4 separate regions of the Sus scrofa genome follow, and regions 1, 3 and 4 are each linked to region 2. A link is a contact called in public targeted proximity ligation data. All regions are on one chromosome and are shown on one strand. The core of a region is the stretch at or near the end of the contact, and the rest is flanking DNA. Distances in the headings are between cores, read along the strand shown. Region 1 overlaps TTC7A (tetratricopeptide repeat protein 7A). Region 2 has its middle 54 kb from the start of EPCAM. Region 3 overlaps TTC7A (tetratricopeptide repeat protein 7A). Region 4 overlaps TTC7A (tetratricopeptide repeat protein 7A).

What was found.
Region 1: a contact with region 2 is called in a targeted proximity ligation map of skeletal muscle. A contact is called at or near these places in 2 of 2 datasets of targeted methods (alveolar macrophages and skeletal muscle).
Region 3: a contact with region 2 is called in a targeted proximity ligation map of skeletal muscle. A contact is called at or near these places in 1 of 5 promoter capture datasets (liver), 11 of 47 Hi-C or Micro-C datasets (embryonic fibroblasts, heart right ventricle, liver and 5 more) and 2 of 2 datasets of targeted methods (alveolar macrophages and skeletal muscle).
Region 4: a targeted proximity ligation map of skeletal muscle shows a contact between it and region 2, with 17 times the contacts expected there. A contact is called at or near these places in 1 of 5 promoter capture datasets (liver), 26 of 47 Hi-C or Micro-C datasets (alveolar macrophages, blood, brain and 12 more) and 2 of 2 datasets of targeted methods (alveolar macrophages and skeletal muscle).

What each region holds. Positions count from the first base shown.
Region 1 is chr3:93,559,797-93,562,496 of Sscrofa11.1, forward strand. The region is part of intron 3 of TTC7A (tetratricopeptide repeat protein 7A); the gene reads right to left. Among named protein-coding and RNA genes, the nearest start is that of TTC7A, 31 kb to the right of the region's middle.
Region 2 is chr3:93,237,462-93,240,412 of Sscrofa11.1, forward strand. No RefSeq gene overlaps it. Among named protein-coding and RNA genes, the nearest start is that of EPCAM, 54 kb to the left of the region's middle.
Region 3 is chr3:93,495,482-93,498,181 of Sscrofa11.1, forward strand. All of the region lies in intron 15 of TTC7A (tetratricopeptide repeat protein 7A), which reads right to left. Among named protein-coding and RNA genes, the nearest start is that of TTC7A, 95 kb to the right of the region's middle.
Region 4 is chr3:93,541,034-93,544,031 of Sscrofa11.1, forward strand. All of the region lies in intron 5 of TTC7A (tetratricopeptide repeat protein 7A), which reads right to left. Among named protein-coding and RNA genes, the nearest start is that of TTC7A, 49 kb to the right of the region's middle.

The sequences.
Region 1 (2,700 bases), core at 30-2,529, 320 kb after region 2:
AGACCAACTCCTGATATAATACAACATGGATGAATCTCTTAAAAATTACACTGTATAGAAGAAGCCAGACATACATCAAAAAGTACATGCTGTATATTTCAGTCAGGTGACTTTTTTTTTTTTTTTTTTTTGGTCTTTTTAGGGCCGCATCCAAGGCCTATGGAGGTTCCCAGGCTAGGGGGTCGAATCAGAGCTATAGCTGCTGGCCACAGCCACAGCCACGCCAGATCCGAGCTGCGTCTGTGACCTACACCACAGCTCACGGCAACGCCGGATCCTTAACCCACTGAGTGAGGCCAGGGATCAAACCCACAACCTCATGGTTCCTCGTTGGATTCGTTTCCACTGCGCCATGACAGGAACTCCAGATGACATTTTTTTAAAGGAGTAAAATTATGACCTATATTAGTAGAAACCCCCCAACCACTGCCTGGGGTCGGGGAGAAATCAGGTGGGAAAGGACCTGAGGGAATTTTCTGGGGTGATGGAAATGTCCTTTGTCTTTATTGGGGTTTTGGTTCCAAAGGTATTTATACTTGCCTCACTCATCAAACTATACACTGATATTCTATGCGCCTCACAGTGTGAACATGTATCTAAAAACAACAGGTATGATGCCTTTTTTTAAAGGAAGCAGGTGTAATTCCAGGGAACTAATAATGACCAAAGTAAAGGGTGACAGTCATTGAGGCGGTCCTCTGGGAAATAATTTCCAGTATACCTCAGGCCAAAAAGCTTCCTGGCCTGGCAATGGCTCTTCTTGTGAGGGTCACAGCCCAGTCACCCAGCTCTGCTCATAAAAGGGGGGCTTCTGTGCCTTATACTTGCTCTTTGATTCATATGAAGATCCATTTCCTGTCCACAAATATCTGGTTGGGAAGCCCACTGGGCACTCCAACCTTGGGTTCCTTCACCATCTGCCCCGTGTGTTTCTGCACAAGTGGCCAGACCATAGCACTAGATCCAAGAGGGAGACAGGCTGCCCCTGAGCTCAGCCCAAAGGATCCCCAGTGGGTGCAACACAGCCCCTGTCCAGTGGGCAGGAAGCCAGGGGCTGCCAGGGAGCACCGGGCACTGCCTCCTGGTTCCCACTGACAGAGGGGCCTTTCAGTGAAAGCACCCAGCTCGACAAACCAAGCGAGGTCCCCTTTCAAGAGGAGCGCTTGCTTGTTCATTAACGCTAAACTTTCGGTTTGGAGGCAAGCTGATCCTGGCACGGCCCCGGCTCAACAGCCAGGCGGGTCCGGGCCCCATCTGTCTGAATGACTCATCACATCCCAGACAGCAGCCCTTCCAAGAAGTCCCGCCCTTGGAGCCCCGGCCCTGGACGCGGAGATGGAGAGCACGATGCTTCCTTGGCAATGGAACTTTCCAAACGGGTGGACCCCTCCCTCCTGCCTACCCAGCTGATCCAAGAGCACAGGGCACCCGAGAGGGCTACGCCCAGAGTTGGGTACCCTGAGGTGGGGGATGGGGGGAGGAAGAAGTGCAAGTCATGGCTCAGCCCTCAGGGAGGAAGCCTCAGGGCAGGTTGGGAAGAAGCCTCATAAATTGCACTTAAAAGCGGGCAACGGTGGGAACATAAAATGGTGCAGCTGCTGTGGAAAACGGTCTGGCTGTTCCTCAAAAGATTAAAAACAGAATTCCCATATGATCCAGGAACTCCGCTTCTGGAGACATATGAAAGAGAACTGAAAAGAGGCGCTAGAAGAGATATGTGTGTGCCCATGTTCAAAGCAGCGTTACTCAGGAGAGCAAAAAGGCAGAAGCAACCGAAGTGTCCGCTGATGGATGAATAGAGAAAATATATACACACAATGGAATATTAGACAGCCTTGAAGGAAATCCTGCCATATGCCACAACATCGATGAACTAAAGGTCATGATGCTAAGTGAAATAAGCTATCCACAAAAGACAAAGTCTGCATGATTCTAGTTCTATGAGGTCCCTAGAATAGACAAACGCATAGAGATAGAAAGGAGAATGGGGACTGCCAGGGGCTGGGGGAGGGGAACAGGGAGCTGTTTACCGGGTATGGAGTTTGAGTTTTACAAGCTAAAGTGTTCTGAAGACCAGCTGCACAGCAATGTGAAATGTTCCATAGTAATTAATACTACTGAACTGTACACTCACAAATGGTTAAGGAAGAATTCCCATTGTGGCTCAGTGGTAACATCCCCAATTGGTATCCATGAGGACATGGGTTCAATCCCTGGCCTCAAGCAGTGGGTTAAGGATCGGGCATTGCCGTGAGCTGTGGTGTAAGCCGGCAGCTCCGATTCAACCCCTAGCCTGGGAATTTCCATAAGCTGCAGGTGTGTCTCTAAAAAGCAAAAGAAAAAGGTTAACATGTTTTTTTTCTTTCTTTTCTAGCTACCCCATAGCAATATGGAGTTCCTGGGCCAGGGATCAGATCCAAGCCACACATGTGGGGTACACCAGAGCTGTGGCAATGCCGGATCCTTTAACCCACTGTGACTGGCAGGGGATAGAATCTGTGTCCTGGTGCTGCAGAGACGCCACCAATCCTGTTGTGCCACAGCAGGAGCACCAAGATAATAAATTTTGTTATGTATATTTTACCATGGTTAAAAAATGTTTTAATGGTTAAGATGCTAAATTATATGTCATATTTTACCAATTGAAAAAAATTAAAGACGAGTTCCCATTGTGGCCCAGCAGAAACAAATTCGACTAGT
Region 2 (2,951 bases), core at 5-2,504:
GAGAGATCCACCTCCTCTCAATTAGAATTCGTCCTTACAAGTGATGGATTTCACATGGGCTGTCTAGAGTTTCAACCTCCTCCATAGGCCATAAATAATTATGCATTGGAAGGGACCCCAGGACAGAATTCCATTGATCATTCTCTGGCACAGCCTAATGGTCTTCATGAGAATGGCCCGTGTGGAAAGAACTGTGTTTCCTGTGACAAGTTGTGGTCTTTGTGGCCCCGCCTGGCAAAGGGTCATAATCAAGTTGCAAGCTCCTGGCAGGTGGGGGATGCCCTTCCCGAGGCCCCCTTGCAGCTGTGGCATCTGCAGCTCACGGGCCTGCTGGTCTAACCAGGAGCAGTTTCCGGGTTTGTGTGTCTGCGTCATGTGCACCCTGCCACACTCGTGGGAAGCCAGACCCCACCCTGCTCCCCACTTGCGAGGCTGTGTGATCACATTTGTGGCAGCGCTGGCCTCTTGAAGAAGTTTCTCTTCCCAAGCTGTGTGGGTCTGCGAGGAGACACACAATTGCCTTTGTCATTTGTCCTTCCTGAGTGGGGACAAAAGCCCTTTCAGCTGCTGTGGAATGTACAAAAAGTTCTGTACTGAAGGGCTGTTGGGCCTGGCCTGGAATCCGGCAGACGGGGCTCAGACTAGGAAGCCTCTGCTTCCACCAGAAACTCCTGGGCCCGGCCCAGCCTCTGGGGCAGCCTGCTGTGTACCCGTGTGGAAGGGAGGCCCCAGAGATGCCCCCCCCCACCTGCACAGCACAGCGTGGATCCAAGTAACCTGTGACCTGCAACAACACACCCTAAGCATGGCTGAGCCGAGGTGCTGCGGGCCTGTCGAGCCAGGCTGGGCGTCAGGCATGGAGCTTTGCTGCCTCCCTCAACCCTCCCAACTCCTGAGGCTGCAATGGTGTTACCCCTGCTTTGCAGCTGGGGTGACTGGTCTTCAGAATGGGCCCCGGGGAATGCCTGCTGTGGCACAACTGGGTGGGCGGCGTCTTGGATTCGATTTCTGGCCCCAGCACAGTGTGTCAAGGATGCTGTGGCTTAGGTCTTGACTGAGGCGCAGTCTAATCCCTGGTCCAGGAGCTCCATATGCTGTGGGGCGGCCAAAAATGAAGGGGGTTAAAAAAAAGAGGGGGTGGCGGGGAGCCTGGGAGAGGACAGTGCTGAGACAGAAGAGCCAGGGCGCGAGGGGGAAGGAAGGAACTCTCACAGCTTGTGGGGAGGGCCCCAGGGCCTCAACACGGGGTGTGGACACTTTTATCTCCGGTTTAAACCAAGCAAAATAAAAATACAACCTACCCTTTGGGGGATGGGGGAAAGAACCTGCCACCACAAAACCTAAGAGTGGCACAAGTGGCCTTTTCTCATTGCTATTTACATCCCTGGGTGTTTCCACCATTGCAGAACCAGAGACTTAACACAAAGAAACCTGCTGCCAAAATACTGTGCAGTTTCCCAGGTTGCTATTGTCTGCTTTTTCTAACCAGGATCGGGCAGCTCCTAGGGTGCAGGAAGCCAACCATGGCTGAACTTTGCTCTAGTTTCAAAATGTAAATGAGCAAGTAGCAGGAGGAAGTGCCCAGAAACAGATCTGAGCTGTCAACCCCAGGGGAGCCCCAAGCGGCTACTCCCAGGGAGGGAGGAGGGAGGCCCCGGGGGAGGGCGACCCTGAAGGCTGGGAAACAGGTTTGCATGTTCGAAAGCAAATTGCCCAGGTCTCTGGGGCGGATTGCACAATCTTGCAATCTTCCAAGCAAGAGAGGAAGAAAGGAGAGCCGGGGTGTGGGGATCAGGCCAGTTTTTATACGCGATCTTGTCTAAACAAGACTCTTATCGAAGAGTAATCCTAAACGCTGGCCTTTCTTAATACCTCAGCTCCCTGGGGAATGGGTATGTGACTTTTGAGTTCCAGGAGGGGGATTAAATTGCCTCTTGGAGATGAGAGCCCCACATGAGCAGATAAGGTTGATAGAAATGGCGGGGTAGGGGGGATTCTCTTGTGTCCCATGGGGATGGTCTTCCAGATCCATTATCTTCCGCTGCACAAGGGGTGCTGGAGACAGAAGAAAGCTGATGTCTACTTACAGAGCAGCCTTTGGGGGGCGCAGCCCTGGGCTGCAGGTGCTGAGGAGGGGGTGGGAGACGGAGGAAGGGGCCTCGCTGGCTCTGCAAGGATCAGCTGAACAGGTGCAGGGCCTTAAGTTTTACTTCTATTTATTTATTTATTTTATCTTTTGTCTTTTTAGGGCCACACCCGCAGCATATGGAGGTTCCCAGTCTAGGGGTTGAATGGGAGCTGTAGCCACCAGCCTACACATGCCACAGCCACAGCAATGTGGGATCCGAGTGGCATCTGCGACCTACACCACAGTCCACATCAATGCTGGATCTTTAACCCATTGATGGAGGCCAAGGATCAAACCTGCATCCTCAAGGATACTAGTCAGATTGGTTTCTGCTGAGCCATGATGGGAACTCCTAATTTTTATTTTTTTATTTTTTATTTTTACTTTTGTCTTTTTAGGGCTGTACCTGTGGCATATGAAAGATCCCATGCTAGGGGCCAAATAGGAGCTGCAGCTGCCACCTAAGCCACAGCCATAGCAACTCCAGATCCAAGTTGCATCTGCAAACTACACCACAGCTCATGAAAATCCTGGATCCTTAACCCACTGAGCAAGGCCAGCATAGTCATGGATACTAGTCAGGTTCATAACCGCTGAGCCATGAAGGGAACTCCTAAGTTTTAAAGCTCGATTAAATCACTATAATGTGCCTCACACCCTGTTGCATGCTCCAGAAAAAAAACTCAAGTAGTTGACATATAATTAAATGTGTAATTAGTCTACCAAGTTCACAGCACCAAGATAGTGTTAGGGAAGGAACTATCACTGTAGGAGAGGCAGGCAACTGCCCAGGGTTGGGTGGGAAGGGATTAGATTCTGTGCT
Region 3 (2,700 bases), core at 95-2,594, 260 kb after region 2:
GGCTGCACCTGCAGCATATGGAAGTTCCCAGGCTAGGGGTCAAATGGGAGCTACAGCTGCCGGCCTATGCCACAGCCATAGCAACGCAGGAACCAAGTCGCATCTGTGACCTACGCCACAGTGCATGGCAGTGCTGGATCCTTAAGCCACTGAGTGGGGGCCAGGGATCAAACCCACACCTTCATGGACACTAGTTAGGTGGGTTACCTCTGAGCTACAAAGGGAACTCCCCCAAACCACTTTCAAACAAAGAATTCCTTTTGGAAAGCCTGCAAATAACTGTCTGTCCCCCCTTTCCATCTTCTTCCCCAAATCAAACCCCCTGGATCATCTACCCTCCTAGCTGGAGTGTAAGCAGAAGCCACAGAGAGAGTGAGGACACTAGCAGACTGCAGTGTCACACAGTGAGGTCACAGGAGGCTCCACAGAACAACCAGAGAAGGGACATGCTGAATGTCAACCCAGCTTAGCTGAGCAGGAGCTGACCTTTGGGGAAGAGTGGGCCAGTGCCCATGATTATGGCTGGCTTAACACTCCCATCAACCACATGCCCTGCAAGTTTACCCTGCGGCTCTTGTCCTCACCAGGGACTGTGGCAGCCAAAAATGTCTAATGAACCTGGCAAGGTGAAAAACTCTGTTTGTGCTAATACCTTTGATTCCAGCCCCCTCGCTGAAGCACTGGTATTTTAAGTGTCCTTTTGATCTATGGCAAGTCCCTAATAAGAACCATCCAGCAAACATGCCGAGTTTAAGGTGGAGATATTCACAGAAGCCCCAGGCCTCCGATCATTTCTGCACGACTGGACATTTAACACACGCAAACCTAAGAAAAAGGTGAGGCTGGCCAGGTAGGGAATCAGAGGGGAGCCCTTGAAGCTGACGTTGGCCTTAGCCGGATTCAGCCAAGGTCTGGCCCCAGCTAACACCTAGTCTGTCAACTCAAACATTTTCCAAAACAGCCCAGGTTTCCTGGGGGAGATGCTGTGACTGGTTCCATTTGTTTCTACGTGGCGAGCTCTGGCTTGTCAAGAGGGCCATATAGCTCCTGCTCTGGGGAGCGCTCCCTAGGGCTCCGACACCCCTTCCCCCAGGACCTTCCAAGTGTTCCAGGACCTGGGCTGGGCAGAAACTCCCAGGCAGAGTGGGAGGAGGTGGCCCTGCCACCGAGGGGAAGGGAAGGACAAACCAGTTGGCTCCTCTTCTGCCAACCAACCCATGGCCTGGGCTTTCAAAACCGGTCTGGCAGGCTGCCAGGCCCAGGGTGGGAGCAGTGACTGACGGACTGGTTATTGGAAAGCTCCCATCATTAGCCCAGGAATGTTGTTTGGTTACTATGGCGACCGTCCCCTGACAAGCGGCCTGACTAAAGCACAAGGAATCTGTTACCTAAAACCAGCACCCGACGGAGTCCGTGGCTTCGGGAACCAAGCTTATCAGCAGCCTGTTCCCCATGACCCTCCCAGCTGAGTCCCAATCCGGAGAAGCGACCCACACAGGCATCTCTGCGCTGGCTGCTGGACCTCTCCCATTCCGAGGCCTGATCTGGCTCGGAACCCAGCTCCAAACAGGGAGCCTGCTGCCCCCTTGAGGCCCCCTACACACCGGCCAGCGACAGCCCGGCCTGCCCATGTGTCCAGGGCTTCTTAGCCTGAAGCCCCTGGGATTTCAGGAAACTGCTTGGGTGTCTGGTCTCCCCCCACACACCCTGTGCCAGGTTCACGCTGTCCCCACAGGGCATTGTTCTCTGCCTTATCACGTTCCTGCCTTTTGAAACGCAAGCTCTGTTAACGAACAGCCGCCCCGCCGCACGGAAACTGAGATCCTCTTTGCTTTGCCTTCTAATCCCTGAATTCAGGAGGGTTTTCAAAAGTCAACTCCACGAAAGCTGGGTTTTTCTCCCGGAGGCTTAAGTCTCCCTGTAGGAATGGTGACCTCTTGGGCAGCTACGGAGTCCGAACACCTTATCACAGCAGCCCGCTCCCCACCGCCTGGCCCATGGCCTGCACTGCCTCCCTCACAACCCAGATCACAGCCTTACACTGTTTGTGGACCATCTTCCAGACCCGCACCCCCACCCCCACCCGCCCCGCTGTCCTTGAACCCAGTAGCAAAACCGCTTGTGCAATCTTTTCTTATCTGAGTCTCACAAGACCTTGGAGGTAGAGGGAGGTCGGACAGATGGGAGCCTTTAAGCAGAGGAGAGGATGGAGGCACGTGAAGGAGGGGCAAGCTGGAGGTGGCACAGGCAGGGACCTGCTATGGCTCCCACGTGGGGACAGGCTCACGAGGACAGGGGTCTGTGCCACCCACCAGCATCGCCTGTGCCAGGCCTCCTCCACCCCTGACACCACCCTGCCAGCCTCTCCTTCACTAAGGCAGCCTGTGCAGAAAGGAAGCGCCTCAACAGGTCCCAGCCACCTGACACAGCCATCGGCAGGGCACTGGGTGGCAGACAGACCCAGACCACAGGCCTTTAAGTGCTTAGAATACAGACCTTGTTGGGGATGCTGAGGTCAGGGCGAAGGGGATTGATTTTTTTTTTTCCCCTTTGGCCGCAGTGATATTTATGGGGTGAGAGGTTTAATTAACTGCCGTGGCAACAGCTGGAGCCACACACAGCGTGTTCCCAATGCAGGGAGCAGCTGGAGTGGCAGGATGCAGTTTCAATTGAAGAGCAATGACATTCTTCAGTGATCCC
Region 4 (2,998 bases), core at 213-2,712, 300 kb after region 2:
AGTGAATGAATAGCTCATTCACAGCCCTGCACAGTCTATAAAATTAGCCATGCTCTTGATTTATCCAAGAGCTTGGTAAAATGTTTTGCATACAGTAGGTGCACAACCAATGTTTTGTGGAATGCGGGATTTGGTTGCATTTGAAACAGAGAAGGAAAAAGTGTGTGGAATTTTTCATTGAATGGAACCTAAACAGACTCTGGCACGTACAACCCTGGCCAGAAGCCCCCATCTCAGGGCTGGCACTGCTCATTGTGTATGAGAGGTTTCCAGCCAAAGGCCCAGAAACGCACAGCCAGTTGGCAGATCCCAACGGCTGGAGGGCTGAGTCAGGAGACAAGCTCAGGTGAAGTTCAAACGGTTAGCAAGTTCGTCCCTCCTGCTACAGACCCGCATCATCAGTTCAAAACCTAAAGCTCTCCTCTTTACTCGCAGCCGCAGAAAGAGGCGGTGACATTTCTTTTGCAGGGCCCTGAGGACGTACAGGCAAGGGGACCTTTCTAGTGAGGTGGGGGCGGTACGGGCAATGAAGGCTGTGCATTGAGAGGCTAGAAGGATGCTTTCTTCGATGGGCCTCCAAAGTCTCCCTGTGCCCAAAGCCTGACAGGGACCACCAGACTCTCCTGGGCTTCGCTGCTGGGTGATTCTGGTCCCTGAATGCCCCTTCAAGCAGTCTGTCTCCTGCCCTCCCCCCGGTCCCCCCCCAACTGCTGATACTGGGTGGTTGCTGAGAATAAAAATTACTGCTGACTGAACACACCCCTCAGGGGGTCACACCCAACAGCAGGCTGGGCCGTCTAAGGTGCCCCCTCCACACACACACACACACAGCAGAAAGGAAAAGTGTTTTCATAAAGCTGCACACCCTGCCAAGCCCTGGGGAACTCCCTCAGAAAACACACACTCCCTTCTCTATTGTTTGGTTTTGGTACAATGAGCACCTACTGCTTTAGTAATTAAAAAAGAATTTTTATTTTTAAAGAACATGCACAAAACACACAGCCCACCTAGTTCAACACACTTGGCTCAAGCTCACTCCCGGCCCTGAGCCAACCATGGGTTCTGCAGGTCCAGGGAGAAGCAAAGGGAAAAAACCACCCCAAAGACAGATGGCCCCTTGCCCGTTCTAGGGGAGAGAGCCAAGCCGGCTCAGGCTCACGTTCTTTTCTTGGGAAATGCCCGGAGCCTTGGTCCTAGGGAGGTCGGGTCACCAAGAGCTTTGCTGGCATTGCATCGCTGCCAGCCTCTCGTGCTGCGTCACCCCCACAGCTGCATCATGTGAAAGAGAACCAAGCCTCTCCTACAGCCAGGACCCTGAGCCCAGCTGCCACTGCCACCGCCCCCAACTCCCCCCACCCCTGTCTCCTCTCCCAACAGAAAGGTGCCTCCTCCAACAGACAGGTGCGGTAGCTGGCAACCGCAGAACTGCCTGGGGTGAGGCTCAACCAGAGTCCATGGCTGCCCTCTGGTGGCGGCGAGGGGAAGTGGACCCCAGGTATCCCGGGTCCCTGCCTTTGGGGAGGGGCCTCCCAACTCCTGACGGTCAGGAAGTACTTGCAATCCCAGGTCAGTTAGGGACCCTGCCATCAGCCACAGAGCAAGCGGCAGGAGTTGTCTGAGGGAATGAACTACTGGATCAAGAGGACAAGGTCCTTGGAAAAAATGAATGTCCCTCAGACAGTGAATGAGTAAGTGGCAGCCAGGTCTCACTGAAGCCCAGAATTAAAGGAGCAGCAGTGCCCGGAGGCCGAGCAAACATCACCACATAGTGCAGGGCAGAACACCACACCCTTTAAATTATGTCAAACCTCAACTGCAGGGACCTTGGGAGCAGGCCCTGCTTGTGGCCATCTGGCCCCTGGGGCTGAGTGCCCCACACTCAGAAGGAGCTCCTCCGGCCCCTCTGGGGACTGGGTCCACCCCCTGCCCACGGGGGGAATGAGCTCAAGCCCTCAGACTCTAGCCCAGAAACAGGTCCCCCCATCTCCTCCTGTCCCTTAAGCCGTCAGGGACCTCTTCTACGGCCCAGCAACGCCCAAGCCCGGGGGTGGGAGGAGGCCCACTGCACCAGCCCCCAGGATGAACTGTCTCCTTAGATCCAGCCTGTCCCAGGCAGCAGCAGGACCCCACCTCTCTGCCCTCTCTTCCTCTGGCACAGAGCGCTGGCTCCTATGCAGTCAGCGCCCCACTGGGATGTGAGCCCCTTAAGGAAGGTTGGTCATCATCCTGCCCTGGGATGGGGCGGGGGCCTGGGACGTGAAGGGCTGGGCTCTTCCCACCCCACACACCCCCTCCAAATGCATGCACACACACACACACACACACACACACACACGTGCTGGGCCATGAGCTCTCTGAACACAGAGAAGGGTTTCTGCCCCTTCCCAAACACCTCAAGAGCCCAGGTAAGAGAGGGTGAATTTAACCAGCAGAAGTGGCTCTGGAGCCCTTGAAAAGACTTCAGAGCTGCCCTAGCAAACGTGACCCATATCAAGTGTCTGCGGACCAATCTCACCCTGACCTCCTGCCTCTCGTACCTTGGGCTCAGACAGAGGTTCTCAGGTTGGGGTGATTTTACCCCTGGACCCCACCCTAGGACCTATCTCAATGGAGACATTTAGTTGTCACACTCAGGGCCGGGGGAATCTGCTAACTTCTAGGGGATAGAGGCCAGGGATGTCGTTAAAACCTACAATCTATAGGACAGGCCCCCACAATGAAGGGTATCAGCTCGAAATATCAACAGTGCTGAGGCTGAAAAATCCTGGGCTGGAGATCGTGGAAACGAAGCCAACTAGTAACCATGAGGTTGTGGGTTCGTCCCTGGCCTCGATCAGTGAGTTAAGGATCCTGCGTTGCCGTGAGTTGTGGTGTAGGTCACAGAGGAGTTTTGGATCCCACGTGGCTGTGGCTGTGGCGTAGGCTGGTGGTTGCAGCTCTGATTCACCCCCTAGCCTGGGAACTTCCATATGCCGCGGGTGTGGCCCTAAAAAAAAAA